2 separate regions of the Mus musculus genome follow, and region 1 is linked to region 2. The links are chromatin contacts, called in public HiChIP or PLAC-seq maps. All regions are on one chromosome and are shown on one strand. Each heading gives the region's core, a stretch centred on a gene start, on an enhancer-like site or on the middle of the called end of the contact. The rest is flanking DNA. Distances are from core to core; before and after follow the strand shown. Region 1 has its middle 49 kb from the start of Gzmb. Region 2 holds the start of Gzmb (granzyme B).

What was found. HiChIP or PLAC-seq counts read pairs in DNA pulled down with a chosen protein or histone mark.
Region 1: an H3K27ac HiChIP or PLAC-seq map of CD8 T cells shows a contact between it and region 2, with 20 times the contacts expected there. The contact joins the enhancer-like site here to the promoter of Gzmb in region 2. A contact is called at or near these places in 1 of 39 promoter capture datasets (macrophages), 1 of 15 datasets of contacts at CTCF or cohesin (CD8 T cells), 11 of 484 Hi-C or Micro-C datasets (CD4 T cells, CD8 T cells, CD8 central memory T cells and 3 more), 5 of 115 datasets of contacts at active chromatin or transcription factors (CD8 T cells, effector CD8 T cells, embryonic stem cells and 1 more) and 2 of 9 other capture datasets (adipose tissue and liver).

The regions. Positions count from the first base shown.
Region 1 is chr14:56,307,577-56,314,175 of GRCm38.p6, forward strand. No RefSeq gene overlaps it. Among named protein-coding and RNA genes, the nearest start is that of Gzmb, 49 kb to the left of the region's middle. Within about 2 kb of position 2,820, at least 6 of the 459 cell types and tissues checked have an H3K27ac peak or open chromatin away from gene starts, as enhancers often do. A contact at or near this core is called in CD8 T cells, where this site is marked.
Region 2 is chr14:56,259,071-56,266,630 of GRCm38.p6, forward strand. Gzmb (granzyme B) reads right to left here and starts at 3,264. Exons shown (of 5, transcript NM_013542.3): 1 at 3,025-3,264; 2 at 2,017-2,164; 3 at 1,509-1,644; 4 at 1,112-1,372; 5 at 1-492. The coding sequence starts at 3,079. The coding sequence ends at 349.

The DNA.
Region 1 (6,599 bases), core at 1,570-4,069, 48 kb after region 2:
TATATAAAGGAATAAATGGATGGAGGATGGATGTATATATGGGTAGAGTGGAAGTAGGCATATGGGGGGTAGTGGGAATAATGTTGAGAAGGTGGATGGATGGATGGATGGATGGATGGATGGATGGATGGATGGATTGGGTGATAGATGAATATATAAAGGGATAAATGGATGGAAATGGGTGAATGAATGGTGATTGATGTAAGTGAATAAACAGGTGGGTGAGAGAATGGATGGGTGGATGGATGGATGGATGGATGGATGGATGGGTGGATGGATGGGTGGATGGATGGATGGATGGATGGATGGATGGATGGATGGATAGATGGACGGATGGACAGAGGGATGGACAGCTAACTACATAAACATTCCTTGTTTTCTCTCACAACTCTGGCTTTTTGTAAAATACTGTTCTCTTTGTTTATGGTATCTTTCCTCCTACTCTCCACTCAGCTAGCTCCTGTTCATTTTTTAAGATTCCGTTGAAATTTCCTCCCTGCTCAGTCTCTTCGTGGCCTCACTTCCAGGGTAGGCATCCTTTTAACACCTGCAGCCTAGCACGTCCCTTCACAAGAGTTTTTTCCTGTAGATCTGGGTTGACAGGTTCTGAGCTCCCTGAGAGGGGCCCATATCATTGGTGCTGTGTAACACAGTGAGAATGTTTTAATGAAATGAGAATGGAAGTAAAGGTGATAAGACTCCCAGCGTTATCTTTCTCTCTCATGGAAAAAACTGGAGATGTTGTGTTTCCATGAAGTGACGATGGTCCCTGAAGAAATCTCTAGATACATTCCTGAGAGGGATGTGGTGGTGTTGATGCCCAGAGAACATAGCATGGCAAAGGATAGTAGGAAATGAGAACTCTTGGAGGTCACCTCTCCTTGTTTCACATCTATCCTGTCCAGGAGGTGCCCAGCATCCTCTCTGGTGTGTGGTTAGAAATCAGAGCTAAGCCCACAGAAGCAAGTTGCTCAAGTGGAGAACTGCCCGGGCACTGGGCCCTGTAAAGTACATGGGTGCCTCTAATGGTCAGGGCTTTCCTCCTGTCCCAAAGCTCCCAGACTCTGAGACTCAGATTATATTTTAAAATACCTTGGCCATAAGCTTCTCTATTCCCTGTAACTCATATGCTAATCACTCCATTATTCTATTCTGCATTCTGTCATGTGGCTGGTTAGCTCTGTTCAGCTCTCCTATACTTCTGTCCTCTTCCATGTTCTTCTCTTGGCTCTGTCCCAGACTCCTTGCTTCCTACCAGAACTCCCACCTCCTATTTCCTGCCTCAGCTACAGGCCAATCAGTTTTATTTGACAGGTGAAGCTTCCAAACAGACATAAGAGAGTCCTTCTACTGATACTGATGCTGATGCTGGCAGTGCAAAGGATTTACCTGTTTGGGAGGATTAGGGGCCTGGAGTGAGAGCTATCCCCACTCCTTTGGGTTTCTAATAGCAGCTCAAGGGAAAAGTGGAGCGAATCCACCTACAGTGCTAGCTAGCACATTCCTGAGTCACCAATGATGCTAAGGCCTTCTACAAAAAGGAGAAGACCATGTTCCCATGTCAGGAAGGAATGTGTATCTGAGCCTGGGGTCTATGCTGGTTTGGGGTGCTTTGGGGGGGGAATACCCACATTCTCACAGAAGCTGAGCTCTGCTTTGGTCCTTTGGGATGAAGGATGATAAAGTTACCTAGGATGAAGAAATCAACAAATGCCCCTAGCATCCTCTCTCTAAAGGACTGTTTGCTATGTCCTATGGTCTGCATTCATCTGTCTAAAGATTGCTTGTGCACCAGTTCCAGAATAAGATATGCTATGGGAAGGGTCCTGGAGTGTAAGTTCAGCACAGTATATCTATATTCTACTCTTCTTCTTATCTTTCTACCCAGTCTCTAACACCATAATGCACTTCCTGGAAGCCCAAGCTGCCACTTCTCATTCTGGCTAGAGATGGACTCTTGGATGGCAAAGAGATAGATGGTATCCAAGACTGGACCTCCTGAGCCATACTGAGGGCCTCCAATGTCAGAGTCTCCTGTGGACAGGCAGAGTGACCTGACCGCCACATGGAACGCCATCCTTGGTATCTTCTGTGCTCTTTGAGAACTTCCCTCATGGGCAGGGCCTCCTTCATTACCCTGCCCTAGGCAGAGCCTAGAGTATGATGGCACAGACATGCCACAAGCAACCTGCCCACAGTTTAGGCCAGAAATTCACTAGGATGATGAAAAACTGTGCAAAGGATGGGGCAGATGTGAAATGGGCCATAAAGTCAATCTCCAGCATTCAAAACTAAATTAACTGCTGGACATGGTAGCACACATTTATATCCCAGCACTTGGGAGGCAGAGGTGGGTGGATCTCTGTGAGTTCAAGGCCAGCCTGTCTGGTGTACAGAGCAAGTACCAAGACAGTCAGAGCTACACAGAGAAATCCTGTCTAGTAAAAATAAAATAATAATAATAATAACAACAACAATAATAATAATAAACCTACCATGGAGTGAGACCTGAGGAACCAGGAGTGAATTGGATCTCAAGCCCAGCATGATGGGTGAGACTAGGAGAAAGAGGTTCCTTCAGACCGAAGCACAAAGACACAAAGATTTAGAGCAAAATTCTAAGCCCTCAGTAAGTCTCACACCTTCTTAGTAAAATCAGTTTTAAAGGATTTCCTGAAAGTGAAGAAGCCAGACCAGGAAAAGAATGTCTTGAGAAACTTCAGAGATCATCATGGAATCAGGACCTGCCCCGCCCTGCCCGCTTTGTAGCAATGTCCTCCTCCCCAAGTCCCAAGTCTCTAGATTAGCGGCTACAGTGACTCAGAATTTGACTGTGCTTTCAGTTTCAACGTTTCTATTCTTATAAACAGCTCCCGGAGAAGAGACTTAGACAAATCACCATCCATGTTTCCACACCCAAAGGATCAAGGAGTCGTCATCCAAGACCTCATCGCCTCCCTTTCTTCTAAGCCAAGTAACATCCTCACCGGCCAGGCCTGCTGGGCTCAGGACTCAGCCATGGCTTAGTGAAGGGAGACAACGAGGTCCTTGCTCTGAATTCTAAGCTAGTGGGAGAGACAATCACAGGTCAGTCGTGCTTCCAGTGAGGTGACCACTGCCTAATATCCCTTCCCACAGTAATTGTCACTGATTAAATGACTCCTCAAATGACATGATGACTAATCAAATCCCCCCCCCCCCAATAAGAGGATCATTTATCAAATAATGCTGCCATGCTGGGAGTCACAACTGTGATCAGAGCTTTGGAGCTAAGACCTAAGACCTGACTGGGGTAGGTGCTTGGTCTGCGGAGAGGGTCGGGATCAAGCCCTATGAAAGTGAGTGCGCTCCCAGGCTAAAGATAGATCACAAGCTGGAGAGCCGGAGGCTGAGGCTGGATCCTCCCAGCAATAGGGGTCAGAAGAGGCTTGTGTGTGGCTTGTGGATAGGTAAGTAGGGTAGCCAGACTTGTGTTTCTAGTCTTTGTGTCTGCCATCTTAGCGCCTCGCTCTGTTGAGTGGGAAAGCACACATGGAAAATAATCATAGCTTCAGTCTGTCTGATTTCACAGCTGTGAAAGCGAGAGGCTCTTTGATTAGCTGTCCCTTATGTTTTCTATCTTCTCTTACTGGAAAGAGACACAGTTTGTGTCTCTTTATTAACTGTTACATCCCCAGCACATAAAGCTACTTCTAGAACAAGTAATTCTTGGGCGATTTTCTTCACCCCCCTTTGCTCTCAGATAACTGCAGGGCATTTCTGTGCTTGATCTAGCCCATTTTAACTTCCAAATCAATGACCCCGAGATCTGGTATTTTTATTAGCAAGCTGTGAGCACTAAGTTGGACAGGTTTGGAGATGTTCTAACCTAGCTATGCTGCCCACTTACCAGCCATATGGTCCTTTGTCTGCATGTGGGTCTTTTTTTTTAATTCGATATTTTATTTATTTACATTTCAAATGTTATCCCCTTTCCCGATTTCCCCTCCCCAAGAAGTCTCTATCCCGTGCTCCCTCCTCCTGCTTCTATGAGGGTGCCCCCCACCCACTCACCCACTCCTGCCTCCCTGCCCTCACATTCCCCTACACTGGGACATCGAGCCTTCATGGTACCAAGGGCCATCCTCTGCTACATATATGGCTGGAGTACTCCGTGGTTGGTGGTTTAGACCCTAGGAACTCTGGTTGGTTGATATTGTTGTTCTTCCTTATGGGGTTGCAAACCACTTCAGCTCCTTCAGTCCTTTTTCTAACTCCTCCATTGGGGACCCTGTGTTCAGTTCAATGGTTGGCTGAGAGCATCTGCCTCTGTATATGTCAGGCTCTGGCAGAGCCTCTCAGGAGACAGCTATATCAGGCTCATGCCAGCATGCACTTCTTGGCATCCACAATAGTGTCTGTGTTTAGTGACTGCATCTGAGTCTTGACCTGGCTCTGGTCCATGTATGCCCTCATGGATGATCTCTTATTATAGCCTCATGGTGAATCTTCCTGTTCCATCCATATGGTCTCTCCACACCTTCATCCTTCCCTTCCCCTCCCCTTCCCCTCCTCCTCTTCCTCTCTTTCTTCTTCTTCTTCTTCTTCTTCTTCTTCTTCTTCTTCTTCTTCTTCTTCTTCTTCTCCTTCTCCTTCTCCTTCTCCTTCTCCTTCTCCTCCTCTTCCTCCTTCCTCCTCCTCCTCTTCTTCTTCTAGTTCTTCTTTTCTTCCTTCTCCTCCTCCTTCTTTCTCTTCCTCCCCTCTTCTCTCTCTGTCTCTCTCTGTCTTTCTCTGTCTCTCTGTCTCTCTCTGTCTCTCTGTCTCTCTGTCTCTGTCTCTCTGTCTGTCTGTCTCTGTCTGTCTGTCTGTCTGTCTGTCTGTCTCTCTCTCTCTCTCTCTCTCTCTCTCCCTCCCTCCCTTGGGATCCCCAGACTGGGTCCAGAAGTCTTGCCCTATTCTCTTCTCCTGCACAGCCATTGGCTCATCAGTGATTTATTAACCAGTAGGAGGTGATGGAAAACAATCTTTACACATCATTGATTTAGGTGCTCCAAAAATCACGACAATGCCAGTGTCTGGATTGCAACCAGATATCTGGGTACAGCAATCAGTAGCTGAAAACATAGTGCACAAACCATCCCTCAACAGGCTTGTCATCTGATTTCCCAGCACAGCTAAGAAGGAAGGCACTGGGGTCAAGCACTCTGTGGACAAATGCATTTCAGATATGGTTTCTCCTTGTTCTTAAGACCCATTTATCACTCACATTTAGTGTAGAGCATTTGCCCAGCATATGTAGGCTCCCCAGTTCCATCCCCAACAAGGAAAAAAGAAAAATGTTACACTGGTATTTTGTTTTTGTTTTTGTTTTTTGGGTTTTTTTGTTTTGTTTTGTTTTGAGACGGAGTTTCTTGGGGCCCGAGCTAGCCTTGAATTCTTTCATTAACGCTGAGGCTGACTTTGAACTTCTGACCCTCTTGCCTCAAATGCTGCAGCTACTGTGGGCATATGCACCACTCCCGGCTTCGCTGTGTTTGCTTAATTAAAACAGAAGCAAAAAACAAACCAACAATAACTAGCAAAAGACATACTCCAGAAGAACAAAATCCCTTTATTTCACAACTCTTTTGTATATGTAACTTAATTTGCATATTTCACAGGAGGGACCTGACTCTAAAGCCCATGTTTAATGAAGTCACTTAGAGACTCATAATTATCACCTGTATCTGACAAGTTAGTTGCTTTTTCTCTGGTACAGCTCTGAAGCCAGGACTATGACACTGGCAGTGCCCCAGACTTAAAGTCTAAAAACTTGGCACCAGAGCTCAGCTCCTTCTGCCCACTGATCTGTCTGTTTTAATCTCTTAACCTCTAGGAAGTCCAGTCTTTTCCTTGTAAGATGTAGCTAATCTGGCCTCACATCCCTTAAGGTCAGAACACACTGCTCTAAGAACAGATTAACCATTGTTTGAGCATCCTAGAACTGCATTCACTCAAACCAAGCTGGTCCAAATTAGTCCTCCATGCAGCCAAGGAATATAGACCATAGGAGATTGGAAGACTGCCACAGAGAGCAACATAGTTCAGTCTAAGGTATTTTCGTTTTGTTTTAAAATTTTAAATTCTGTTTCTGTGTGTGTGTGTGTGTGTGTGTGTGTGTGTGTGTGTGTGTGCCATGACTGGTGTGTGCAAGTTAGAGAACAACTTACAGAAATTGGCTCTCTCCTTCTACCACGTGAGTCCTGAGAATGAAACTCACATCTTCGGACTTGGCAATGTGGGCCTTCACCAAAAGAGCCATCTCACTTGCCCTTCTTAAAGGTTTTGGTTTGGTTTGGTTTGGTTTGGTTGTTGTTTTTTTTAAGTAGAAGCACACTCTAAATTAACACTAAATAGCCTCGTAAACACATAAACAAGAACTGCAGTCACTTACAAGTACTCTGCACCGTGCACCAGTGTGCCGCTGTGCTGATATAGAACAAATGAACCACAAGTTTGAGATCTCAGGCATCAGAAGCTGTACAGCATGGTCACCCAGGGCATCTCTAGCTTAAGGGCTACTTCGGCCCCATTACGGCCTTTTAGGACCGCTAAGAAAAGCCGCTGCTATGGCTGTGGGC
Region 2 (7,560 bases), core at 2,014-4,513:
GGTGCAACTGTATGAAAGTTCTGTAGGGAGCTATTAATGATGACTAGCATTAGATAACATTCTCGGGGCACTGAGGGGAAGCAGAGCATGCCCAGCTCCAATGCAAACATTCTACTTCTTTTGTGGAGAGGGCAAACTTCCATAGGAAGATGTCAGTTGGGTTGTCACAGCATGGTGGCAGAAGAGGTGTTCCATTGGCCTGCCAAGGACAGAGCTGGTCCTTGTGAATGGACATGAAGCCAGTCTTTGCAGTCCTTTATTCAGATCCTGCCACCTGTCCTAGAGCAATCCTGGACTCAGCTCTAGGGACGATGGGTAATCAGAGCAGGATCCATGTTGCTTCTGTAGTTAGCTGCTTTTCATTGTTTTCTTTATCCAGGATAAGAAACTCGAGACTTTGGTGAAAGCACGTGGAGGTGAACCATCCTTATATCCATAGGAAACTATGCCTGCAGCCACTTTTTTACACACAAGCGGGCCTCCAGAATCCCCCTGTGAATTGAGTGGATACAAGGCACTGAGCTGTTGTTCACCCTGGTCCCAACCTCCTCATGTCAAGGCTCCTCCCAGAGAAGCATGATTTATGCTTATGGGAGGTCAGAGGACAGTCCTGGGGCCCCCGGCCTTCCCAGCTCTGACTGTGGACATGGTTAGGGCTGCACCTCCCTCCTGAGGCAGCCTCTGCCCTTTCCCCAGGTCTGTGATCCACGCTCTAGGAAGGTGTGTGGGACCCTCGTCTCTAGGCTGTTGTTTAAGGACATGGGGACAGTGAGTGGGCCAGGTGTGAGCATGGAGGGGAAGCCCACTGACAAAGTGTGTGTCTGCTCAGAGGAGACACATGGGTGTGGTTATGACACACCCAGGGAGCCCAGCTTTCTACAGCCTGGGCCTGGGACAGGTACTGTGTTGCCAACACCTCCTTTTGTACAAGCTACCTTCAGCAGAGGCTCCTAGTCAGCTCTGGGGGCCCCAGTTCATTACTAGTACCTGCTGTTCCCAGGGAGAAAGATCACAGCCAGTGGGTAAAGGAGTCCCTTGATATTTGGGTCTCTAGGTCCCAGATTCCTTTTCCCCTCCCACTTAGCCCAGAGGGGACTGCAACCCAACTTACCCGAAAGGAAGCACGTTTGGTCTTTGGGTCCCCCGCACATATCTGATTGGTTTTGTTGTAACGATTTTTAAAGTAGGACTCACACTCCCGATCCTTCTGTACTGTCAGCTCAACCTCTTGTAGCGTGTTTGAGTATTTGCCCATTGGGGCCATCCTTCCCCAACCAGCCACATAGCACACATCTCCTGGCTTCACATTGACATTGCGCCTGGGCAGGTTGAGGGGCCTCACAGCTCTAGTCCTCTTGGCCTTACTCTTCAGCTGTTGGGGAAGAAGCAAGAGTCCAGCTCATGGCCTGCTGGTCTGAAACACCATGAAGGCCAGGATGAAAGGGAGGAAATTGAGAGGATGAGAGCAAGAGGGGCAGTCCGTGGACCAAGACAGGGACAGGTCTCACCTTTAGCAGCATGATGTCATTGGAGAATGTCTTAGGATTATAGTCTGGGTGGGGAATGCATTTTACCATAGGGATGACTTGCTGGGTCTTCTCCTGTTCTTTGATGTTGTGGGCCCCCAAAGTGACATTTATTATACTGTGAAGAGAGCAGACGTAAGAGACGTGGAGTCAGAGAGGATGCTGCCCAGGAGGTGTGAAGGACAGGCAGGGCCGGCAGGGTGGGGCTCCAGCTGAGGGAAGTAAAGGGATAATCTGAAGCACCAGTTGCTGCATTAGAGGTGCTCAGGAGCCCATCAGCTCTAAGAAGGCAAACTGAGTTATTCAGCTCATACTGCAATGCTAACCCTGGTTGAAATGTGCTTGACTCCTTATCAGTGACTCTGGTGACAGTCTGTTTCCCCCTCATGAGACTTGCTAGACCCTCTCTCCTCCCAAGCACCTTAGGATGAAGGCGGAGCCTCCATGGAATCTTTCTAGGCAGGTATGGACTGGTTTTTTTGCTCCTCACCTTCCTTCACAGTGAGCAGCAGTCAGCACAAAGTCCTCTCGAATAAGGAAGCCCCCACATATCGCCTCAGGCTGCTGATCCTTGATCGAAAGTAAGGCCATGTAGGGTCGAGAGTGGGGCTTGACTTCATGTCCCCCGATGATCTCCCCTGAAGGGAAAGCCAATCATTTTGTGGGCACCTGCTAGATCACCAGATGGGTTTTGTCTGGTAGCTCCAGACTTGCTAGGCATTTGGGAGCCAGGGAGTCCTGGAGTTGGAAGGAGGTTGGGAGGAGTGCCCTCATTTTCCCCTTCTTTAAAAGGAGAGAAATATAGGTCTTGGCTTATCAATCTTCCTTCCACACAGTTGGAGGCAAACATAATTCTCTGGACAAGGAAATCCTAAGGATTCAGCTTGTCTGTCTTCTGACTTCTGGTCCCAGAGTTTCTAAGACCTTCTCTCCCTTGCTCCCAGCCCTGTGATGCCTGGAATACTGCTGCTTTCTAGGGGCCAAAGTTCACACTTCACAGCATCTTATTTCTTCAGGCCTCCCCACTGGCTTTCATTCCTAGATGTAGGTGCTGGCCTTCCAGAAAGCAGAGTGCCCAGTGGCTCATCCTTGAACACTGGGGAACCACTAGAGCCCTGTGAAGCACTGAGTTAGAGGAAGAGACCAAGTAGCTAGGGACAAGCAAAATCACTTGTTCTGAGGACAGCAATTCCATCTACTCGGGGGTCATAAACACCTAGGCTTCTTTGATGACTGAGTTTGGGGTGAGGGGAAAGCCTGTATCATCATAGTTGCAGAAACCAGGCCCATTCTATCTGCTCCAGGAGAACATATTGTTTTCTGATTTGCAGGTTCCTACCCTTGATCATGTACTTCTAGGAAGATCCACTTTGCAGATGATAAGGGAATGGCTCAGGGAGCGGAGAGCATTCAGTGGCCCTTCCTGAGAAAGACCTCTGCCCTCCTGCTACTGGTGACAGCGGGGTTAGACCACTAAAGGAAGGTGTTGCTTACTCACCTGCCTTTGTCCTGGAGGCCAGAGACAAGGTCAGCAGTAGCAGGAGGATCTTCATCTTCCCCGGAAGGCCGCCTAGGTCCCAGCGTCAAGAGTGTTGTCCTTGCTCTCTTTTAACCTCTAGGAGAGGAAGAAGGCAGAGGGGGCTCTGTGACCTTGTACCCCCTCTCTGCTTTTATGATGCTTCATCACATGCTTTCTATGAAAACTCCTGCCCTACTGCCCCTGCCTGATGACGTCTTCTGAGTACTTGTGTGAGAATCATGAAGTAACCACAGCAGAACCCACAGCGAATGACTCAGAGAACCACCACTTACAGCCCAGGGCAAGACCACAAGGGCATAGGGTGGGGTTTGTAGCCTATGGTATCAGAGTCCCAGAAACCCAAGCTCCCAGTGGTGGAGCATCAGTGTTTTGGATGCTGAGTCCATCAGGACAGATGTGCATTTGGGCTCATCTCTTGTACCAGGACCAAGCATGACCATCTAGTGAGGGTAATCAGGAGCATCCATTAGCAACGTACAGTCTGGGAAGAACAATGGAAGAGTGATGGACAAGGCAGTAACAGACAGGCCCACCAAGCACCCATCAGCCTATTTAGCACCATAGCCCCAAATGTTCCACGTGGCAAAACCCATTCTTATGAAAAGCCCACATCTGACCTTTACTGACAAAAAATAAGAGATGACTGCAGGCTCTGAAAGTGGAATCACTGACTGACTATTGAATCACCTAGACATTCCTACTTCTTTGGGAAAGATGATATTTGTCCGATGCAAACCTGTGAACTAAGGATGGGAAGAGCCTGGTTTCCCAAAGGACATTCAGCTCACTAAATTTCTGTCATAGTGCAACATAAGAAAAGCCAGGCTGCTAAAACTCCACAGTAGTTCTTTAAGTGGCACGGGGTGGGGGACAGAGGTGAACCTTGGGAGTCATTCTCACATTCTGTCTACCTTGAGGCATGGTCTCTCGATTAACTTGGTGATTACGTTAAACTGGCTGGCTGGCCAGAGAACCTCAGGTGTCTCTCTCTGTATCTCAGAGCTTGGATTGTAAGTGTTATCAGCACACCCAGCTTTATCACATAGGCTCTGAGAATGGAATTCAGGTCGTCTTGTTTGCATGGAAAACACTTTACAGACCCAGCTGCTTCCCCACTTCCTCTTAGCATCTAGAGGATTCTATGTAGCTATTCTTACTTAGTGTCCAGAGAAGGAAAAATATTTATTTACTATAAACAAATCCATTTATATTCAATATCAATAGATATTCATTATTTACTACAAGTCAGCCTGTGATAATAAAATAAAATAAAACCTTGGAATTAAAATACCACCTCATGATACAAAAGTGAATCAATTTATTTCAATGTTAGAGAGTAATGACTTGCTTACATGACACACCAAAACATATCCAAAAAGTCCATCATTTCATCTCACCTATATTACAATAGACAATGATTTTGAGTCATACTATGTACATTCTCAATAATCTCATCTTTACCAATGTATCAAGTCACAGACACTGTGGAGTCACACCACCATAGAATTTAAAACTTCTCATCACCTTGGTTTTATTGACAATTATTGTTAATGAATGAAACAAGTCTTACAAAGTCAAAGGTGCTTTAAGTTGATCTTTCCTAAGAGAAAAATAATATAATCAGATTTTAGTGAAGAAAATCTTCCCTCATGCAATGAGTGTCCTAGCAGAAAAAAATTAAAAATTTTGAACACATCACATACTTTTGACTCAGGACATGTAGGACTCAAGCTGGACCTGGCCTTGAGCCTCTCCTTGAGTAATAGCTCTCATAATATCTCAGGGTGCTGTGCCAAAGCTAATGGCAATTAACCGTCCTACCTAGCTGTAAAAACACCACAATGACCAGCACAGCAACATATACCCAAGAGTATAATAATGGCACCTACACCCTGGATGTAGCTAATGGCTTTCTAATTAGACTTATGGCCCACTCAGTGGGAGAGAATTCACGCATGATACTAGAACCTAGTCAACAACCTGTGGCTGCGAGGTCATGGACCCCAGTAGAGAACCTACAATTGACACTTTCCCAAAACAGTGCAATCACTGTGTTCTACATAGCTATCCTTGCATCACAGATATATAGCACTCACTTCTGATCGAAGAAGTCTTGTTTTCAGCAGATGGAGACCATTACAGACATCCACACACCTGTCAAAATGCAGAGAACAACAGACTATGGAGAGCCCACCCCCAGTGGATACATCCACAACACAATTTGTATACATAAGGTTCCAGAAATATCACAGAAAAGGGAGCAAAAAAATCATAAGGACCAGAGGACTAGGGTGTCTGCTAAAAAAAAAAAAAAAAATGGTGTCTTCTAGACATAGCAAGGATACTGCATCAATGAAATCTAAACAACATGTCTGCCTAAGCAATACCTTCACAATGACAGCAATTGACATTCCAGTGTCCAGTGGATGGGGGCACAAGACCCCACTCCTAGATAAAGAATTACACTGAATTAATGGCTAATAAGTAAGGGAAAATCAATCTTCTACGGGAATAAACCTCCTGATAGGTTATCCAACTCAGTCCTAAACACATGTACACACAAGCAACACTAAGTGGACTCTCAGGCTGTATTTACATAGGTGTGTGTGTGTGTGTGTGTGTGTGTGTGTGTGTGTGTGTGTGTGTGTGTGTGTGATAACTAAAGAAGAACCATAAATTTGAGAGGGAGTGAGATAGACATGAGATGAGTTGTAGGAGGGAGAGTGTAGGGCAGAAACTATGTAAACACAGTACTTGAATATTTTGCATACACTGCAATGTTGACTTAGTGGTCATGAATTGCTTTAGTTTGTATTTATCTTGAATTTATTACTCCATTAATTTTAAAAAGTAACTTTGCTGGACATCCTAATCTTCACTGACAGTTATTTACTCTTATGGCTTGAAATATACACATTCTGTTTTGTCTTAGCCTTTACAGTTTCTGCCGAGGGGTCTGAGGTTATCATATGAGTTTGTCTTTGTAAATGAGTTCCTGTTCTTCTCCTTCAGCTTTTTGTCTTTGTTTTGTAGCGTTCACGTTTATCTAAAATGTGTTGTGGAGAGAATGTTCTGTGTTCATTTTTCCCTGGGTTTCTAAATGCATCTGGTGTTTAGATATCCACTTCATTACATAGATTTGGGAAATTTCCTTCTGTAATGTTTTTGGAATAGGTCTTCAATGCCTTTAAGGTTTTCTTTTAATCTCAGCTTATTTTTCTATCCCATGGATTCTTAGGTTTTGTTTCTTGATCACATTATAGAATTTTTAACAAATTATGATCATACCTCATTCTTTATTATATCTGAATATCACACTCATCAGGTTTGTCTCCCAACTTAGATATTTTTTTCTGTTTGAGCTAGTCTATTGGTGATGCATCTACATTGTGATCCTTAAAAAGAAAGATTTATTTTATTTTTAATTACTTTCCAATGCAAGCATTGTGTATATGTGTGCATGTACATGACACAGAGCCTGTGGAAGACAGAAAAGGGTATTGGATCCCTTGGATCTTAAGTTACAAGCAGTTGTAAGTCACATGATGTGAGTACTGAGAAAAGAATTTGAGTACTCCACAAGAGAGGTAAGCATTCTTAACTGCTGAGCCATGTCTCCAGTATGAGTCTCCCTGATTTTCCACTCTGCTCCAATTTGCTGTTCAATCCCATAAGTGAAGCTTTCATCTTGGCTATTGTCCCTTTCAGTGTTGAAACTTCGATGTGTTTATGAACAGTTTCTACTTTTTCATATGCTCTTACTGATTCATTCACTTTAGTTCCTTCTCAAATTTTTCCTCAGCTCTGAATACTTTTAAGAAACTAAAAACCTTTGTGAACTTTGTAACATCTAAGATCCCTTAAAAATATTCCATGTAAAGTGTCTCCTGCATGACGAGGTCATTCTTTACTCCTTCTTTGCCTCCTCTGTCGTTTTATGTTGAAAATTGGACATTTTGGATTTTGCCCATTGGATCTTTTGTTTCTACAAATGGGACTCACATCTTAACCTTCTAGAACAATGGGCTCTTCCCATCATCTCTCTCAGGGTCTCATGCTATGAACTCTCTGACCACATCTTCTTAGGATGTGGCAAATAGTTTGGTTTGAGGCAGGTAAGATAAATACTGCTGAATCACTTACCAGAAGCATGGGTTTGTAACTGCGAAACTGTGGTTTTTGCTTATCATTTGCTCATGTGAATAAGTCTTGTGTCTTATCATGTATCATTCAGTCTTCATGTTATAATAATCAGTTATAAATAACTGTGATATTTAGTTTCTCTGTTTCTGACCAAATAATTCACAAGAGAACTGTGAAATACACATGATCATAGTAGAGAAACTGGACCAAGTATTCTCTATGAGAAACCATGTACTGCAGAAACCTGTCTCTGGGAGCTGTGTATGCATAGCACAGTAGCATTGCTTTACCTTGCCACTCGTGATACTTGAGAATTAGTGACAACATTGTTCTGAGCATATTTTTGTTGTA